3 separate regions of the Sus scrofa genome follow, and all the other regions are linked to region 3. A link is a contact called in public Hi-C and promoter capture Hi-C data. All regions are on one chromosome and are shown on one strand. The core of a region is the stretch at or near the end of the contact, and the rest is flanking DNA. Distances in the headings are between cores, read along the strand shown.

The links. Promoter capture Hi-C pulls out the DNA fragments that hold promoters and counts their contacts. A called contact is a pair of places that touch in the nucleus more often than the background predicts.
Region 1: a contact with region 3 is called in a promoter capture Hi-C map of liver, with 2.8 times the contacts expected there. The contact joins the promoter of PRKAA1 here to the promoter of C16H5orf51 in region 3. A contact is called at or near these places in 1 of 5 promoter capture datasets (liver) and 1 of 2 datasets of contacts at active chromatin or transcription factors (alveolar macrophages).
Region 2: a Hi-C map of skeletal muscle shows a contact between it and region 3, with 4 times the contacts expected there. The contact joins the promoter of RPL37 here to the promoter of C16H5orf51 in region 3. A contact is called at or near these places in 2 of 5 promoter capture datasets (fetal liver and liver), 3 of 47 Hi-C or Micro-C datasets (heart right ventricle, liver and skeletal muscle) and 2 of 2 datasets of contacts at active chromatin or transcription factors (alveolar macrophages and skeletal muscle).

Annotation. Positions count from the first base shown.
Region 1 is chr16:25,781,960-25,786,986 of Sscrofa11.1, forward strand. PRKAA1 (protein kinase, AMP-activated, alpha 1 catalytic subunit) reads right to left here and starts at 1,522. Exons shown (of 9, transcript NM_001167633.1): 1 at 1,423-1,522. The coding sequence starts at 1,522.
Region 2 is chr16:25,801,804-25,806,182 of Sscrofa11.1, forward strand. It overlaps RPL37 (ribosomal protein L37), which reads right to left and starts at 1,723. Exons shown (of 4, transcript NM_001243603.1): 1 at 1,683-1,723; 2 at 903-1,038; 3 at 585-669. The coding sequence starts at 1,685. It overlaps CARD6 (caspase recruitment domain-containing protein 6), which reads left to right and starts at 2,048. Exons shown (of 6, transcript XM_021077098.1): 1 at 2,048-2,220. The coding sequence starts at 2,048.
Region 3 is chr16:26,679,799-26,684,281 of Sscrofa11.1, forward strand. C16H5orf51 (UPF0600 protein C5orf51 homolog) reads left to right here and starts at 1,839. Exons shown (of 6, transcript XM_003133915.4): 1 at 1,839-2,036. The coding sequence starts at 1,937.

The sequences.
Region 1 (5,027 bases), core at 272-2,771, 900 kb before region 3:
CACAGACCCACCCTCATGGCTGTAAATAGTACCCTATTCTGGCATTTGCTTCTTACTTTCTCTTACATTGTTGGCCTTGCTGATTTTCTTAAGAAGGTTTAGGCAGTTGCTTCCCTGTGGGCTCTACAGCAATTTTCCAGTTCTATGACTCAGAAAGGGCAAGAGAAGAAAGGGCTCTCTCCTCTTCCATCCCTAGGTAAAACCAGAAAATGTTTATTTAGCTCTGATAGAGCAAGGCTCAGTTAGTTAATTCACTGTACAGACTTTCACAAACTTTTTTCTCTTTCAAATCAAATATTTACCAAGAGCTTGTATATGTAAGTCATAGGCTATTATTTATCCAAAGCCAATGCATGAATTATTTTTATCAGTTTCATACTTCCGTCCTCTTCTCTACATCTCTAATTTCAAAGTCAAATATTTTGAAGAAAAAATATTTATGCCTCACAAAATTTGCAATTAAACTTTTTGTGCCAGAATTGGTGGACTGAAGAGCAAGTTTGTTATTTCCAAAATAGTCTGTCGACACAAAGGTAAGCGACTCCACTTTTCTTAAAAATTGGTTTTCAAATGATGTGTGCTAAACTATTTATTAAAATGGAAATAGCCTGTGATAATAGAAGGAGACGAACAGCATCAATGAATTTATAAACGTTATCTGGAGGCAAAATCTGCACTGCCTACCAGGTTTGGCCAGAGACCGCAAAACTGTTAATTCAGAAACACTGAAGGCGTGGAGTCTGCATTCAGACCATAAGCCATGGATCGCAAACACATATAAGACTGGTTTATACTTATTTACTGCTCCGAAAAAATTTAATGATCCTTTCCGACGACATGGCCTCTTTGATTTTCTTAATTCTGCAAACTACCCTTAAAGCAACCTTATTTGGGCGGGGGGGGGGGGGGGACACATTTCATACTTGAGAATAAGCCAGGGCAGGTAAGCCAAGAGCCTCCTAAAGAGGACGGAAATACGGACAATGCCGAGGATGGCCAGAAAAGCGATGGGCTGGCCCTGAGCCCAGGGAGCACAGCTGGGACGAAGGCTAGGCCGCCTCCCCGGGGTTCCCGGCCAAGACCCCAGGACCCCCACCCACCACCAGGAGCGCAGCGCGCAGCCCGGGATAGCCGGGCCTGGGAAAGTTCGCACCTCCGCATCCCCGCCCCTTGCACTGACGAGCTTCTCCAGCCGCGGCACCGTCGCCACGGCGACCAGTCCCCACCCCACCCCCACCCAGCCTGGGGGCGCCGCGCCGCAGTCCCGCGGCGGCCTCGGGCTCCGCTCCCTCCGAGTCAGGACAGGCGCTGCCGAGCCCGGGAGACGAGGAACGCAAGGGGCGGGGGAGGATGAAGAGGTGCGAAAGGCGGAAGTCGTTCGGATCCCGGGCCGGGGCCGCCTCTTGCCCTGGGGGTCCTCACCCTTCACTTTGCCGAAGGTCCCGACCCCCAGCGTGTCCCCCAGGATGTAGTGGCCGATTTTCACCCGCCCGTCGTGTTTCTGCTTCTCGGCTGTCGCCATCTTTCTCCAGGAACTGAGTCTGCGCATGGCGCCGCGGGAGGGGGCGGAGGGGGCGGGCAGGGCCGCGCCGGGGGCGGGCGGGGAGGGGGTGGGGACGCGGGAGGGGAGCCGCGCCGCCGAGCCGCCGCCCTACGTCGCTTGCTGGGTCCCGTCAGCCAACAGAAGCGCGCAGACGCTCCCCCTGGCGGGGCAGGCAAGGGTCGCTAGGAGGGGCACCGGTACCCCTTTCCTCGCCCTGCGTCCTCGAGGCCTGGGGCTCCATCCCACCTGCGCGCGGGAGGGGGCTTCCTGGCTTTCTGAGGAGGGCAGCAGCTCTTCTGCTCCTTCTGCTTAGGCGGCGTCTCTGCCCGCAGTGGTCTCGCCTAATTACCGCTCTTGGTTTGGGGGGCCCGCTCTTCAAGAACACTGGAGAAGTCTGCTCCGGGCTTGTTACTAGTGGATTAAAACATGGCAGGGGACACCGCCCTGCCACTGCTTTCTAACCTTTAATTTTTCCTGTTCGGATGGAATCTAGAAGCCTCTAGGAGTTGTCAGTTGCATCTTTGATGAAGTTCCCTCTTCTTCCACTACATCCCCACCCCTGCTGGTCTTTTTTTTACTTTGCGCCAGTAAGTTGCTGTTTGGGCACCTCGACAGCTCAAGCAGCATTGTGGGTCTTTCCTTCTACTGGATTCTCTCCCGCAGTGTCCTCCCCGCAACAAGCTCTATTGGAAGGAGCGAGTTGGGGATAAGGGTGAATGTGTGTGTGTGTGTCTGGGAAGCAGGATGTTACCCAACACGTTCTGATGTATAGCAATTAATATTTTAAGATTATCAGTAAAATGTAGACCTTGAACTGAAAACAAAGCTTACAGTTGCATCAACCAAATCAATCAACAAATATTTATTGTACTTCCAGTGAGTAAGAGTTTATACAATGGGGTCATGGCATATCACAGGGGAAGTAGAGAAAGTATGCGTATTTGTAATAGAGTTTTTAAGTGAGTGTAAATAATTGTAAATTATTACTCTAACATGGGCGAAGTCAAGTGTCAACCAAAACAAAAACCAGTTTATGTGATCTCAGTTCTGCCGGGTCATAGCATTTGGGCCAGTGTCAATGGACAAAGAGTTGGACTCTTCATGAAAAAATATAAAAAAGGAAAAGATGTTCTTTTTCCATCCCAATGAAAGTTACTCAGCTCTTCTGATTTTTACATACTTCATAAAATCAAAATAACATGCGTTAAGCAGAGACAGCTTTGTTCCAAGCAAGGTACTGCAGAGGAAGCAAAAGCTTTTGAGCTTAGAATTATATCAGATAATCAGAGAACAGTTACAACCAGCTTTGGATAATCAGTTCCTACTGTATTACAGACTGTGTATATTTTTGAAGAGCCAAAAAGTTAAGAAATCTTTTTTGCAATCTTCCTGTACACTTTAGTTATTCCAACATAAGCTTTTTTTTTAAGATATTTGCTACACACCCATAAACAAACATATTTATAACAAAATAAGGAAAAAATATACATGAAAATTAGTCTTTGTTTCTATAACTGGTCACATGATCAGAGCTGGTGTTTATAACTACCTTATCCCACTACCCATCGTGGTTCATCCCAGGAAACTGGATATGGAGTAGGACCCTGTGCTATACAGCATTGTTTATCCATTCTAAATGTAGTAATTGGCATCTGCTAACACCAAACTCCCACTGCATCCCACGCCCTACCCCCAGACCTTGGCAACCACAAGTCTGTTCTATACTATGTCTGTGAGTCTGTTTCTGTTTTGTAGATAGGTTCATTTGCGCCTTTTTTTTTTTTTTTTTTTTTTTGTCTTTTTGTCTTTTCGTCTTTTCTGGGGCTGCACCCGAGGCACTTGGAGGTTCCCAGGCTAGGGGTCTAATCGGAGCTGTAGCCGGTGGCCTAAGCCACAGCCACAGCAACTCCAGATCCGAGCCTCGTCTGTGGCCTATACCACAGCTCACAGCAACCCCGGGTCCTTAACCCACTGAGCAAGGCCAGGGATCAAACCCTCAACCTCATGGTTCCTAGTTGGATTCGTTAATCACTGAGCCCTGACAGGCACTTCATTTGTGCTTTGCTTTAGATCCTACATATAAGTGGTATCATATGGTATACATCTTTCTCTTTCTGACTTACTTCACTTAGTATGAGAATCTCTAGTTGCAACCAGGAAATTTTTGATCATGAGATGTTTGGGGACAGGCAGTGGCTATTGTTGTAATTTTTGTTCTCTTGTTTCTTCATCTTTACCTGCTTGCTTTGTGAGTTTCTGCAGCCTTTTGGATATCTACAAAGCAGAAATAGTTCTCTGGATCCTCTAAAGGAAAAAAAAAACAAACAAACAACCTTTAATCCTCCCACCCCAAAATAGCATCTCATGGAGCTCCCTGGTAGCCCTGGCGTAGGCCACTACTATGGCTCAGGTTCATTCCCTGCCCTGGGAACTGCTGCATGCCAGGTGTGGGAAAGAAAAAAAAAAGGTGTCTTAAACCATTTTAAATTTGCATCATGTCTAGAACATTGCCCAGCAAGTTTCTGTTATTTCCTTTACCCTAAAAGGAAAAGATTTCAAGGTACCTCAGCTCTGTACCATGCCAGTTAAGCAACATGGCATTCAACAAGGGAGCAATCTGAAGCTAAATTTTGCAAACCTAGCTCTTCATGAAACTATCAATTCATTTTTAGCAGAAATATCAGTTTGTTTCTGCCTTGGTGTTATTTTATATTATAATCTACTTAATAAATATTCATTAAATGCCACTGTTTACCTGAAAGTATTGCTAGGTAAATAAAATCAATAATCAAAGGTCAAAGAATTGATTAGGAACTTAGAGGTCATCTTATCTAGGCTTCAGGGTCTCTGTTTAAGCAGCTTTTATTGATTTTTTCCTAAGTTGTGTTAAAAACTGAATTCTAAGGAAGCAAATAATAAGCCTTCTTTATTCCTTTGCTTTTTCTCTTTCCTTCAGTCCTTTTTAAAAGTTTTTTGTCACATTTTCTTCCACCCAGAGACTGTGGGTAGATACAAAGTGAAAAGTCATGGTTCCCTGTCCTGGAGAAGCTCATAGTCTAGGTGGGCAATTCTGTGTATTCCCCTCAACCCCACAATAGATAATATTCACACGCCGAACATTCTTCCACGGTGGAAGTGAAGGTAAACTGTGACTTACCCCCAGTTTCTGGACCCATCAGCTGGTCCCCTATCTTGACAAACTATATTGGAATATAAGTGGGCAGGAGTGACTTTATAGAAGTAACCTTGGATCTGCTCTAGTTTAAGAGGGAGGAAAAGTAAATTGTTTTCAAACTTTAGTACTTCAACTTTTATTAGTACAAATAAGTTACAATACAGCTTACCGCTGATAAAGACAAATCGGGATGACCTAACGCCGTGGTGGAGAACCTCCCATCTCATGGGAAAACTCACTAGTTAGTTGTCAGCAGCTTCCTTTTTCAGTCCTTCCGAGATTCTAACAGAATTGTGCAATCTCTTAGTC
Region 2 (4,379 bases), core at 473-2,972, 880 kb before region 3:
TTAAAATCTGAAAATCTGAAATTAAATGGGAGGTCAGATACTTTGCTAAATATCCTATAGTGTAGAGGATGCCCCCCTTCCCAACAAAGAAAGCACCTCAATTGAGACCTTATACAGATTAACCCCTCAAAAACTACCACTAAAATGCAACTTCTCTATAAGGGTTAGGTTGGAACTGAAATTAAAACACTAAGGCTTGTCTTAAATTAAGACTGTAAAATTTCTTTCTATACACATCCAACAGCAACTATGACACTTTTCTGCAGCAGACTTGCCTAAAGCAGTAAAACGAAAGTTCTCATTTATACACTATTTTCTTGACAAGTTTTGGTAAGGTATGTATGTCGCTATGTAAGCAAACTAATTAACATCATCACACTTTCAGGAACCTAGCTCCAACTATGCTCTAGACATTTGCAGCTCATACATTTACTGAAAGATTAATAAACAGAATCTAGACAACTGATTAAAAGTTATGGTGGCAGAAGAAAAAGCACCTTGCAACACCTCATCCCTATTGACCAGGGTAGTTGAGGGTTGTTATTCAATCACACGGAACTAATGATAAAACATGGAAACTGTACCTGAATCTGCGATATACAATTTTTAGGTGCCTCATTCGACCAGTCCCGGTGGTGTTTCGTCTTTTAGCTTTCGCACTCCAGTTATCTAAAACAAAAACTCATGTTAAAGTTCTAAATGGGTTTTCTCACCATCTTGTAAGCAGTCAATATACTTAAGAATGCCTACCTTGAGTTTTAAACCCATCTGTATACAAATGCAGTTTCCCCAGCTACCAAATAATGTTCCAAGTTATGCCCCGTTTAGGTACAGAACAAGCAAGAGACTATCCTCAACCTCAAAATACATTTTAAGTCTACTAAACTAAAGCATTAACTTACACTTCCTCTTTCGCTTGGCAGGGTAGCCACACTTGCCACAGGTCGACTTCTGGAGATGGTAGGCCTTAGAGCCACAGCGGCGGCACAACGTGTGCGTCTTATTCCGACGCTTTCCAAACGATGACGTTCCCTTCGTCTGCAAATCAAGGGAATAAACGATTCTGAAATCTAGTAATTTCTATACACGGTCTCATGTTTTCAAGTAAAAAAACTACTAAGATTATCTATCTTAGTAGTTGTGATAAGACTATCACAACGGCTGAAACGGAGGGAGCTTCAATTTTCTTAAATGGTATTATCAGAGGTCATTACCTGAGTTCCACATCACCTAAAATCACCCTGCCGTAATTTGCTGTTTTGAAATCTGTTACATTAAAACGGGGGAGGAATAAAGCGAAAGACTAAATGCGGTTTTCCTACCCACCCCTACTCTAGAATCTAAGAGCTCCCGCCTGGGACCACCGCCAAAGATTCTTTTGCTAACAGCTAAACACTCTAAAACTATGCCTCTTCCCTCAGGTCACACTCGAATCGCTGAACTGTGCGGGCTCCCCAAAGGTGAGACAAGAGGCCTTAGAGAAGCTCCAACTCCACGGCTGCAGACTCGGCACCCCCTGACTTCGGAGCCATTCTTCTGACACTCGAGAGCCCCCGCATGCCCCTTTCCGGTCCACTGGTCCCGGTTTTGGGAAACCTTGCCTGCCCCTCCACGGATAGCAGGCAACGGAGTTAGACGGGCAGGATGGAAGCCGATTCCGAGAGCCCTTACATACAACTCACCATCTCGCCTCCGCCACCGTGACCAAAGAGGCCGGAAGAGAAAGCACTTCCGCTATATTTCTCTCAGAAGCTTCCGCCCAGGAGAGTACTTCCGGAAGGACGCGGTGCACCATTTTCAAGCTTCCGTTGCCTCAGTGTGGGTGGGGTCGAGAGGAGGATCCGGAGCCAGGCAAGGCCAATAGAAAGCTAAGCGGGGCGGGGCTTTCAACTTTTTGGGGCTCTGGGGCACGCATCTTCGTGGGACCCGTCTTGTTCTTCAGCTGTGGTTAGGCTGGAACTTCTCTTCCTCCCCTGCAGTTGTTTCCCTCCGGCCTTCGCGTGTTCTTAGAGCTGTGGCTACATCGCGTTTTCCGGCCTCCGGGCGGATGGAGAACCTGCGGAGGGAGCTTGCTCCGCCCCGCGGTTCGCGCGCGGACAGAGTGTTCCCGGCTCCTATGTGGGCGTCTGATGAGACAGAGGACCTGATCTGGGAGAAACCAGCTTCTCTAGGGTTGCTCGTCACTCCGACCCGAAGCTTTTGGCTGATTCCTACTGAGAAGTCGCTAGGGGCACGGAGCTGAGCTCAGAATCTAAAGAGAAAGGCAAATGTTTTTTTCTAGTTGTAATTTAGAGGCGCATGGTTTGGTGGCAGATCTCGTTATGCCAGGGAAATCACACGTGAAACTTGTTGAATATAGTTTCCTAAATGCTAACGTGAGGAAATCTGGTTTAGCAGCTTTGGGTAGGACCTGGACATCTGTGCTTATGGCTCAGCGGATTAAGACTTGACTAGTATCCGTGAGGATACGGGTTAAATCCCTGGCCTTGCTAAGTGGGTTAAGGATCCAGCGTTCCTGAGACCTGTGGTGTAGGTCGCAGATGGAGCTGGGATCTAGCTTGCAGTCATAGTGCCCATTCGATCCCTAATCTGGGAACTTCCATGTGCCCCAGGTGCGGACCTACAAAACCAAACAAAACCAAAAGCAAAAAACCCCAACACTTTATCGTGTTAATGTTGGTGGTTCCCAGACTTCTTTGATAAACGCTAATCCAGTTGTAATCTTCTGGTCTAGGAAAGCCCTCACTCTCACAAAACAATAAAATAGCCAAACATTTAAGAGTTAATAGGAGTTGGGGGAGTTCCCGTCGTGGCGCAGTGGTTAACGAATCCGACTAGGAACCATGAGGTTGCGGGTTCGGTCCCTGCCCTTGCTCAGTGGGTTAACGATCCGGCGTTGCCGTGAGCTGTGGTGTAGGTTGCAGACGCGGCTCGGATCCCGCGTTGCTGTGGCTCTGGTGTAGGCCGGCGGCTACAGCTCTGATTGGACCCCTAGCCTGGGAACCTCCATATGCCGCGGGAGCGGCCCAAAGAAATAGCAAAAAGACAAAAAAAAAAAAAAAAAAAAAAAAAAAAAAAAGTTAATAGGAGTTCCCGTCGTGGCGCAGTGGTTAACGAATCCGACTAGGAACCATGTGGTTGCGGGTTCGATCCCTGGCCTCACTCAGTGGGTTAAGGATCCGGCGTTGCCATAAGCTGTGGTGCATGCTGCAGACACAGCTCGTATCCTGCGTTGCTGTGGCTCTGGCCTAGGCCGGTGGCTACAGCTCCGATTGGACCCCTAGCCTGGGAACCTCCATATGCCACGGGAGCAGCTCAAGAAATGGCAAAAAGAGAAAAAAGAAAAAAAAAAAAAGTTAATAGGAAAAAAAAAGATCCTAAATGTGAGTGCTTTTTAAAGGAAACAACTCATGACCTATCACTTGTGAAATCTTAGCATAAGTAATTGACTACATGCTAACAGAATAAGATGAAGTGCAGGAATTTAAAGTTTTATTTTGACAGGTTAACAGTTGATTAGTGCCTAATAAATACTAGGCTCTTCTAGAAACCGGGAATAGAAACATTAACAGGACAAGGTCCCTATCCTCAAGGAAGTGGTAAATGGCGAGTGGGTGGTTCAGGGGAAGTGCAGCCAGAAGAGAGACAGCCACCGTGTTAGTGCCTGGCCCAAACTGCAAATCAGGGGAGACTTTGGATCAGGTGCTGTGTTCGCTCCCCATTGCCATTCTAACACTTTAGCACAAATCCAAAGGCTTGATAAGATAAATTTAATCAACTAGTATAAAGTTTAAGTTAGACAACATGAATACATTCTGGAGAGCTGCATTACAATATTGTGCCTGTAGTTAACAATACTGTGTGGGCTTATGGACAACAGTCAGCTGGTCTTTAACCTGTAGCCAATGAAGTAATTTTCTTTCTTTGCTTCAACACTTTGCAGTCTTTCCCCTGGGTCATAGAGGTGGAATGCTGCTAACCACTTCCAGTTTGGTTGCTGCCCATTTTGGATTGATTTTGTTTTGTTTTGGTTTGTTTTGTTGTTGTTTTTTTAGGGCCACCAGTGTGGCATATGGAAGTTCCCAGGCTAGTGGTCAAATTGGAGCTATAGCTGCTGCCCTGCGCCACAACCATGGGAATACATGATCTGAGCCTATCTGCGCCAGATCCTTAACCCACTGAGTGAGGCCAGGGATCAAACCCGCATCCTCATGGATCCTAGTCGGGTTTGTTACTGCTGAGCCACTATGGGACCTTCTTTGATTGATTTTTGAATCTGCCTCAGTTCTTATATTTCATAGCCCCTGGTGACTACTTTGACCCCACCCAGACAATTTTCTCTTCTCAGGGTCAGTTGAGATGAGACACCCTTAATTGTC
Region 3 (4,483 bases), core at 589-3,088:
GTGCCTGGGTTTGGGATGGAAATCCTGTGAAATTGGATTGTTATGATCATTATACAACTACAGATGTGATAAATTCATTTGAGTAAAAAAAAAAAAAGGAGTTCCCGTCGTGGCTCAGTGGTTAACGAATCCGACTAGGAACCATGAGGTTGCGGGTTCGATCCCTGCCCTTGCTCAGTGGGTTAATGATCCGGCGTTGCAGTGAGCTGTGTTGTAGGTTGCAGACACGGCTCGGATCCCAAGTTGCTGTGGCTCTGGCATAGGCCAGTGGCCACAGCTCCGATTCGACCCCTAGCCTGGGAACCTCCAAAAAAAAAAAAAAAAGAAAAAACAACGTGCTCAATGTAAGAGTTGTGAGCTAAGTTTTTTTGTGGGCCTAATGAAGACTGTGACTGGGAAGACACCCTGTCAGATAGCTCTGAGGAACTGCTCCAAAGAGGTAAGGGGAGGTCAGTATATGTGACTTTAGCGAAGGGAGGATATGTGCCGTCATGCACCATTTTGGCAGAAGGTTGCTGCTAATCAGGAGGAGATCTCTGTGTTAATGATTTTAGAGCTTTTCTAGATATGAGAAGATACAAGAAATTGGGCTCATAAAATTTTATGAAAAGATCTATCTGAAGGCCTATTTTGCCAATTTTTCCCAGAACACAGACTGCCTCATTCCTAATTTCTGTCCTGAGCTCCTTTCGGTGTATTCAAAGTCAGGGACTGCACTGGCTAGTGACTTCATTCCTATAGAACCATATCACAAGTGATAATTTTTAATTGGCATCTATTTTTAATATTTCCTATTAAATGAAAAACTACCTCCCTTAAGAAGTAAGAGGATGGAGATTATTCAAGATGTACTGTGTCAAATTTAAAAATTGAAAAACGAGTTAAAAATCTGTTTGATCAGCATAAAGAAAATAAGGAACACAAAGTGGAAGTTAGATTCTTGACTAAGTGCTTTGAAACTCACAATTGAGAAGATGAACTTTGCACACCAAGAGCTCTTTGAGGGTCTTGAGTTGTATGGCAATAGTTTATGTCCAAAATTTGGTGCTATTGTATGAATATGTTAAATGTGAGCTAGCCAAAGGCAATCAGAAGTCAAACAAACTCAGCTATTAAAATTAAGATTTAGGAGTTCCCATGATGGCTCAGCGGTTAATGTATCCGACTAGGAAGGTTGCTGTTTGGATCCCTGGCCTTGCTCGTGGGTTAAGGATCCGGCATTGCCATGAACTGTGGTGTAGGTCCCAGATGTGGCTCGAATCCTGCGTTGCTGTGGCTATGGCATAGGACATGGTCTACAGCTCGGATCAGACCCCTAGCCTGAGAACCTCCATATGCCATGGCTTCAGCCCTAGAAAAGGAAAAAAAAAAAAGACAAAAATAAATAAAAAATAAAATTAAGATTTAGAAAAGCTACACCCAACCGCTTAGACTGGGAACTCCCACCAGTGTCTGGACACCTAGACGCACAATAACCTCTTAGCGATTTGGATGTGCTCCAAGAGAGCCAGTAAGGCTTTCCACATTTTAGGCAACCCAAACCAGACAGTCCAACCTCTAGACTTTCCAGTCGTCTCTACTGCCCGTAAGGGCAGCTCCAGAGAGAGAAGAGACCAGCCAGTCTCTGCTAGGCGCTGGATCAGCTTGGGAACATGGGCGGATTTACAATTGGTTTAGAGAAGCTGCGGGCAGGAAGCGTGCCATGACGTCACGCCCGCCCCAAGAGTCTCCCTGCTTCTCAGCTCTGGTGGTAGAAGACCCAGAGGAGAAAAGTAACTTGGAACAGCCTTTGCAGACCCAAGCGGCTCCTCTGCGCGAGCTGGAGTCCCCTCCCATCGAGTAGGCGAGCTCCGCCCCCACGCCCCGCCCGCGCAGGGGATCAGGTGACCTCGGGCCGGCGCGGTCACGTGGCTGGGCGCGCCCGCCCATTGTGGCCATGGCGGCCGCAGGCTCCAGTGTGGTGAGGCGAGTGGAGGAGCTCGGCGACCTGGCGCAGGCCCACATACAACAACTTAGCGAAGCCGCCGGCGAAGATGGTGAGGGAGCCGAGAAGAGGGAGGCGGGCGGGCGGATGGTGGTTCAGAGTTGGCGCTCGCTCTGCATAAGAGCGGAGGCCGCGGCCTGTAAGTCTTATGGATCCCAGGCCAGAGGTGTTGTTTGCGTCTCTGGCTCCTGCTGCACGGTAGTTGTCTTCCTCCTAGAACTCACATCGCCTGAAGCTAAGGCGTTTTCTTGGAGACCCCATATTTCATAACCCAGGAAAACTGCTGATATTTCAGTCAATTCAATGGCTGCTTGTCCTTGTCTCAGGAGCGACTGGGAAAAAGGCAAGATCTGTATGAAAGTACACACAAAAGTTTAAATGAGTGATTAAAGTTGGGTGATGGTATGCAAACAACTAGTGGTGTTTTTGCTGCAGTAAAGATAGCTAGGCGTGTGTAACAGTTCCACTTTTTCACTGCTGTGTTCTAAATTTCCGTGTTGGAAATTTAGATTCTAAACTCAACTGTAAACAATACAGAAGAGCTTTACATCTCTATAATTTAGACGATTCTTATACATTCATCACCTCCATTCTCTCAAGGATCTGTCTGTACTGGAACACATTTTTGGAAATGTACAAGCTGTTTACTTAGGAAAAATTGGTGTAGCGATTTACTTCGACTTTTGTTCTCTCAGCTGCCTGTAGGTTCTACATTATTTCATCTTGAGTTTTGTACTTTTACTACAGATTTAAAAATTCTTGAAGACCGTCTTGTCATCGAACTCATGGGAAAATAGTAGTGAAATGTTTTCCTAAGAGATTGAATAGTTGGTAAATTTATTAAATAGGGTCCAGGATAAAATGGCTCTAGTTCCAGTGACGATTATTTTGCTGGCTTTTCTTAGGGGCCTCTTCTTAAAAACCCACAGACTAACTTGAAGCTGTTTGCTTTTTTTGGTTTGTGCTAAGTGAATCATGAATAGTTTTTGGACAGTAGTAACTACCTCCTGAAAGTATATCCAAGTTACTGCTAAATAAGCTGTTCAAGGATCTCCACCCCACTCCAGCTTCATTTGAACCAGTCTAAAGAGATCAAAGAATATATCTTATTCACTTAACTACTGCACTCAAAAGCCTTTCTCATTTTACAAGAGTTCTTTAATCCAGTCTAGAGTAGAGGTTGAAAATAAACGTAAAGTGGTATATACTCTTGTTTAGTTTTACAGCTCTGAAATGTAGTAGAATTAAACTGATAGTGTATGAGCTATTCATCAAGATTTTCTGATTTTATGAAGCTTAATTAAAATGTGCTTGATTGTATTTGAAATGAATTTGGTGTTCTTTCCCCATACAGCAAAAATAATTTACACTCACAATTTACCTTTGAATGATATTTTTATTTTTATTTTTTATTTTATTTTATTTATTTTATTTTATTTTATTTTATTTATTTTTTGTCCTTTTGCTATTTCTTTGGGCCGCTCCCGCGGCATATGGAGGTTCCCAGGCTAGGGGTCGAATTGGAGCTGTAGCCCCTGGCCCACGCCAGAGCCACAGCAACGCGTGATCCGAGCCACATCTGCAACCTACACCACAGCTCACAGCCGAATCGTTAACCCACTGAGCAAGGGCAGGGACCAAACCCGCAACCTCATGGTTCCTAGTCGGATTCGTTAACCACTGCGCCACGACGGGAACTCCTGATATTTTTATTTTTACTTATTTTTATTTATTTTTTTGTCTTTTTAGGGCCACACCTGTGGCATATGGAGGTTCCCAGGCTAGGGGTCTAATTGGAGCTATAGCTGCCTGCCACAGCCACAGCCACGCCAGATCTGGGCCAAATCTGCGACCTACACCACAGCTACGGCAACACTGGATCCTTAACCCACTGAGTGAGGCCAGGGATCGAACCTGCAACCTCATGGTTCCTAGTTGGATTCGCCCTGCAACCTCATCGTTCCTAGTTGGATTCACTAACCACTGAGCCACGTCGGGAACTCCTCCTGTTGGCTTTAAATTAAATATGATACAGCCAGACACTCCGTCTGAGAATACTCTTCTTTTTGTTTCTGGTCAACTCTTGTTCATTTAGTTTCATTGTACAACATATTATGTTTACTATACGGACATATACCATGAGAGGGACTTTCTCCTGGAATTATGTGAGAATCATTTGTCTTCACCTTGCCAGTCACTACTTTAAGTGGCCAGGGAAAATACTACATTTTACAAAATTTTTCTGAAATGTGAGCCATTATCCCTCTACCGCCGTAATTATGAGTTCATGTGAGATACTTCAGCAAATATTCATTGAATTCAGTGCAAGTCTTTATATTTAAAATAATCCTGCAAATTAAGAAAATATCAACTAAATTGTTTAAAGAAGCATATAAGGAGTGCCATGTTCCATGCAATTTCAGTTCATGATAGAATCTTTCTGATAGATGATACTTTTTTTTTTTTCTTTTTGCCATATCTTGGGCCACTCCTGTGGCA